Regions from separate parts of the Sus scrofa genome. Here region 1 is linked to region 2. A link is a contact called in public HiChIP or PLAC-seq data. All regions are on one chromosome and are shown on one strand. Each heading gives the region's core, a stretch centred on a gene start, on an enhancer-like site or on the middle of the called end of the contact. The rest is flanking DNA. Distances are from core to core; before and after follow the strand shown. Region 1 overlaps LOC110261122 (ankyrin repeat domain-containing protein 34A-like). Region 2 has its middle 16 kb from the start of WASF2.

The links. HiChIP or PLAC-seq counts read pairs in DNA pulled down with a chosen protein or histone mark.
Region 1: a contact with region 2 is called in an H3K27ac HiChIP or PLAC-seq map of skeletal muscle, with 3 times the contacts expected there. The contact joins two enhancer-like sites. A contact is called at or near these places in 4 of 47 Hi-C or Micro-C datasets (embryonic fibroblasts, fetal heart ventricle, fetal skeletal muscle and 1 more) and 1 of 2 datasets of contacts at active chromatin or transcription factors (skeletal muscle).

What each region holds. Positions count from the first base shown.
Region 1 is chr6:84,795,944-84,798,678 of Sscrofa11.1, reverse strand. The region is part of intron 2 of LOC110261122 (ankyrin repeat domain-containing protein 34A-like); the gene reads left to right. Among named protein-coding and RNA genes, the nearest start is that of AHDC1, 23 kb to the right of the region's middle. Within about 2 kb of position 1,263, at least 29 of the 83 cell types and tissues checked have an H3K27ac peak or open chromatin away from gene starts, as enhancers often do. A contact at or near this core is called in omental adipose tissue and skeletal muscle, where this site is marked.
Region 2 is chr6:84,712,254-84,715,060 of Sscrofa11.1, reverse strand. No RefSeq gene overlaps it. Among named protein-coding and RNA genes, the nearest start is that of WASF2, 16 kb to the right of the region's middle. Within about 2 kb of position 1,275, at least 16 of the 83 cell types and tissues checked have an H3K27ac peak or open chromatin away from gene starts, as enhancers often do. A contact at or near this core is called in omental adipose tissue and skeletal muscle, where this site is marked.

The DNA of each region.
Region 1 (2,735 bases), core at 14-2,513, 84 kb before region 2:
CTTTTAAATTTGGTTTGTGGAATACCGAGCTCTGTCTCATGTCAGCCACCCAAGACCAGGGGTACCGTGGTACCAGATGCCCAGGCACTTCTAGTCTGATTAGTGAGGTCAAGCAGACTCACTGTCATGGGATGGAGCCCAGCTCTGTCTCTGGGTCCCCTGGGTCTTTTGGGACAGAGCCGGGGAGGGGAAGCCAGGATGGGGAGCCAGGATGGGGTGGAGCTGGGAACTGTAGGGGGAGGCAAGGGTAACATTGTTGCTAATGTCAGCAGATGGGCCCCCCAGGGAGGTGGGGAGGAGAGAGACAGAGACTGCCTCACGGGACATGGAGAGAGGAAAGATGGTGACAGAAGCCAGTGATGAGGGGGTGAGCGAGAAAACAGTCAAGGAGAAGAGCCAGAATCGCAGCCCCTGGAGATGGCGACCAGGGGACCAAGAAGGGCTAGGCACATGCCACTCCCACCCCAAGAGCCTGAAATGAGTGGGTACGGAGCACCTCTCACCCAGGGTGAGATGCCGGCTCGGATTGTATTTGGAGGAGAGACAAGCCAGTGTCTCTGGGAGGAGGGAGGAGGACAGGTGGGGGAGAGGGAAGGACTCGGGAGGAGGGAGACCTGGGAGACCGGGGGATTCCAGGGGTCACTTGACCAGTGCTCCTGCCCCGGGGCAGCGTCTCCCCACTGCCTTCTCTGAACCTCTGGGCACAGAGCCCAGCTCTTCTTTGGACCGGGGGCGGGGCCTGAGGCAGGTACGGCGCCTCACAGGTTGTGGGCGCTCTGTGCCAGGAGGCACCAGGGTTTTATAAGCAGGGAACATGAAGAACCTTAGACACACCAGGGGCGTCATCCAGTTGGATTCCCGCCCCCCCACCTTGTTGGGCAGGAGGAAACCCAGTCTAGAGAGGGGGGCCGCTTGCCCCCGTCAGACCCTTGGCAGAGCCAGGCCTGGGACCTAGCTCTTTCCCTCCACCTCTCTCTGTAGTTGGAGACTTGGAACAGCTACAGGGGGCCTCCTGGGTGCAGAGGGGGGCCGGAGCCTGGGGAGAGGAGCGGGCGGGCACCCTTGTGGCCAGAGCCCCCCCAGGGGAGGGGGAGGCGCTGCTGCTGCCGGAGAGAGAGGGAGGGAGGGGAGAGAGGAGGGGAAACAGTGAGTCAGGCTTCCAAGAGCTGAGGATGAGAGAGCCAGAGCTGGGAGGGAGAGGGCAGGGAGGGCTGCTCAGAAGTGCGGAGAGGGAGGGGGCCCAGCAAGGGGCAAGGAGAGCTCTAGAGGGAGGGAGCCAGACCCTGGCCCCGGCCCAGCAGCAGGGCTGTGGGGAGGGTGCAGCCAGTGGTGGACTTTGCCCGTGGCAGGTCAGGAAGGAGCCAGTTCTGCCCCCGCGGCGTCCCTTCCTTTCCCTATTCCTGGTTTATGATCCCACCCTGGGGTCTCAGGAGGAATGGCTGTGTCATCCCCTCCCTTCCTCAGTTTCCCATCTACTGCGGGGTTTGGGAGCTACTCTCAGAGGGGCATGGGGGAAGCAGAGCCTCCAGGGAGGTGTCGAGGGGCACCTCCTCAAGCCACGCCGCCCCTTTGGAGGCTCCCGCCAGTCAGGGTAGGGTGGCAGGTCTTTCGGGGTTCCCTTCCCCTTGAGCCCTCTGGGAGTTACTGGACCAGGGAGTGGGGGTCATGGGCCGTGAGTGCTGGGATGCAGTGTGTGTGTGTGTGTGTGTGTGTGTGTGTGTGTGTGTGTGCGCGCGCGTGCTGCTGGTCTGGCTGTGGCAGGTGGACTGACTGGGGCCTCCCAGGATGGCCAGTGCCTGGACAGGGCTGTGATTTCCACATGTCCAGAGCCAGCCTCCATTTGGGGAGTAGGCAGACACTCGTGTGACCCCCCTATATCCCTGTGGGTCAGATGCTCTGGGGCAGCTGGGAGGGGAGTGATCCCTGTGGGAGCTGGTGAGGACTGCCTGTGCGGCCCCTCATGTCTGGAGCTGGGACCAGAACTGGAGGGATCCCCAGAGGCTGCCTGGAAGGGAGGAGGGAGGGGCCCCCTCCCAGCCGGCTCACAGGAAGCCATCTCTAGCCCCTCCCTAGAGCGAGGCCTGGCACTGCCCCCCCACTTGGCCCGTCCCTCCTGGATCCTTAGCATCTCTTTCTTCCACTAGGGGATGGGGAAGGTGGGCACTAAAGCTCCCTCTCCCACAGGGCCTGGCTTTGGGGGGAATGGTGAAGTGAGGGCAAAGTGGGGGCCCCTGCCTCCCTCCCCCTTCTGCACGTGTACACAGACTGAGCTGCAGGGAGGCCCTGCTTTCTCTCCTCTTTCTGCTCTGGGGTCCTTGGCTTGGGAGCCCAGGGGAGGGGCCGCTTCTGCAGCTGGCTGGCCCCCCGAACTCCCAGCTCAGCCCAGCTGCTACCGAAGCTTCCAGAAGCTGCAGCTCTGCCCCCTCTTCCCACCCTCTGAACCAGGAAAGGCTTTTGCTGACCTGGGGGAGGGCGCCTTGTGAGCGAGTGGGCACCCTTAGAAGGACTAGCACAGACAACCAGACAGATGGGTGGCGGAGCAGATGGACAGAGACACCCACGCACAGGCAGACGGAGAGAGACGGACAGATGGACCAGGACAGGGAGAGACGGACAGACAGAGGTGCTGGCAGAGAGCGGAGTCAGAAAAATGGAAGCGCCTGGGAAGAGAGAAACGGAGAGACAGAGACTTGGAGAGAGGGAGCTCCAAGGAGGGAGACAAGGTGACTGAGATG
Region 2 (2,807 bases), core at 26-2,525:
GCTACAGGTCCAATTAGACCCCTAGCCTGGGAACCTCCATATGCCGCAAGTTCGGCCCTAGAAAAGACAAAAAAAAAAAGAGGCGTTGCATTTGTTGCTCAGCAGTAACAAACCAGAGTAGTATCAATGGAGACTGGGGTGTGATCCCTGGCCTTGCTCAGTGGGTTAAGGATCTGACATTGCCATGAGCTGTGATGTAGGCCGGCAGCTGCAGCTCTGATTCAACCTCCTAGGCTGGGAACCTCCATATGCCTCGGATGTGGCCCTAAAAAAAGAAAAAAAAAATGGAGATAAGGAAACTAAAGCTCAGGGTAGAGGAATGACTCCAAAGCCTGTTTATTTTCCTGCCTGTGTGGTGGCAGTACTTTATATCTAATTGCTTTTATATCTATTGCCACATTTAATCCTCACAACAACTGCATAAGTAGTATTTCATCATCCCACTTTACAGATGAGGAAACTGAGGCATGGGAGGGTTAAGAAATTTGCCTAAGCTTAGAAATGACATGGGTGGGCGTCGAACCTTGGGAGTTAAGCTCTTTTTTTTTTTTTTTTTTTTTTTTTTTTGTCTTTCGTCTTTTTAGGGCCGCCCCTGCAGCATATGGAGGTTCCCAGGCTAGGGGTCTAATCTGAGCTGTAGCCACCAGCCTACACCACAGCCACAGCCGAGCCACGTCTGCAACCTACACCACAGCGCACAGCAACACCGGATCCTTAACCCACTGAGTGAGGCCAGGGATCGAGCCCGGAACCTCATGGTTCCTAGTCTTGGATTCGTTTCCACTGTGCCAAGACGGGAACTCCAAGGGAGTTAAGCTCTTAACTCTACGTTCTGCTGTCTTTTACCACTAGTATAATTATAACTCGGTTCCATCACTTGGCTACCAAGCCCTCTGCCTCAGTCATCCATCTGAGGAATGGGATTTGATCAAGATGCTCTGAGTGCCCCCTGCTTGTAAAGCCAGGAAGAGGCAGAAATGTGATCCAAGCTGAAGGGAGGGCCCTCTGGAAGGAACTGGGGGACTGGAGCTTGACTCTGCCTCTTACCCTCTGTCCTGCAGCCCCAGGATAGCTGGGTAGGGCCCCGGGGAGCTGCTCAGAGAGAGGCCCCTTCTAGCCTGAGCTCACAACAACATCCTCCTTCCTGGCCTGTGGCCTGAGAAGGTGGCGCTTTCCTGGGGCCAAGGCCGAAGCAGCAGCAGCCCCCCTTCCTCCTCAAGGCTCAGCTGTGGGGCGGCTGCCCAAGCTCCCGCCTTTCCTACTCCCTGGCCAAGTTGCTGCTCTGTGGTCACCTGGACCCAATTTCCTCCTTCCTGCCTCCGCCCATCTCTGGGAAGCGCCCCTGGGCTGCCCTGCCAATTTCCAGAGGCTTCTCCCCAGGAAGCCATCTCTGTCTTCCCCCCACCCCCACCTCCAGGTCTCCTGCCCCTACTTGGAACATTCTAGCTCTCCCTTCAGCCCCACACGTAGAGAATCACTTGGACCATCAGGCCATTTTCCATTTGGTTCCTGGCTGAACATTGGGTCCCCCTGGCCAGACTGTGAGTTCCCTTTGCTAGAGCGGTTCTCACATCCTGTGCTTTCCTCTCCCCCCACAGTGCCTGGCAGGGAGGAGGCCAGAGCCAGAGCTGCCGGTGCTCCAGGAAATGAAACTTGGTGCTCAGAGGCCTGGAGCCAGCATCACTGGCTTTTGAAGCCAACCTCATTTTAAGTGAAGAAACCCAGAAGGCCCGGGAGGAAAGGGACTTGCCCAGGGTCACCCAGAGTCCAGGCCAGGACTCAAACCCAGGTCTTCTGACCAGGCTCTTGATGCCCTACGCGGATCAAATTTCTAATCCCCCAGGTCCATATTTTTAAGCAGGAAACCAAAATAATTCCTGACAATATATATATATATATATATATATATATTTTTGTTTTGTTTTGTTTTGTTTTGTTTTGTTTCACCCATGGCATGTGGAAGTTCCCAGGCCAGGGATTAAACCCATGCCACTGCAATGACCCAGGCCACAGCAGAGACAACACTGGATTCTTAACCCACTGAGACCAGGGAATTCCATCTGACAATGTATTGCCGGAACCTGGGGGTTTAATTCTGTCCAGATGCCATATCTGGAAAAGCCCTAAAGTGATTCTCCAACCTCCCTCCATCCTACCCCTCCCCGTGTTATAAACAAGCAAACTGAGACCCAGAAAGCAGAGGGACCTCTTCAAGGACACACTGAGCTGGAGTGAGAGCTGAGATTCATTCATTGAACAAAGTTTGCGTTTTTGTTTGTTTGTTTGTTTTTAGCATTTAAGAATGCTAAGCTTGGAGTTCTCGTTGTGGCTTATCAGGTTAAGAACTGACCAGTATCCATGAGGATATGGGTTCGATCCCCGGCCTCGCTCAGTAGGTTAAGGATTCAGCATTGCTTCAAGCTGTGGTGTGGGGCACAGATGTGGCTCAGATCTGGTGTTGCTATGGCTGTGGTGTAGGCCTGCAGTGGCATCCTAGCCTGGGAACTTCCATATGTCGAAGGTGCAGCCCTAAAAAGGAAAAAAAATGCCAAGCTCTGTGCTGGGTGCTGAGACTATAAGGGTAAAAAAAGACAGCCATTGTTGGAAGGGACATGAGGGGGCTCCTGGGTACAGAAAATGTTCAGGATCATAATGGCCTGCATCTTTTCTGTTTTGTTTTGTTTTTGTTTTTTAGGGCTGCACCCATGGGGGAATTCCCCGGCTAGGGGTCAAATCAGAGCTGCAGCCGCTGGCCTATGCCACAGCCACAGCAACTCAGGATGGAGGTCGCATCTGTGACCTATACC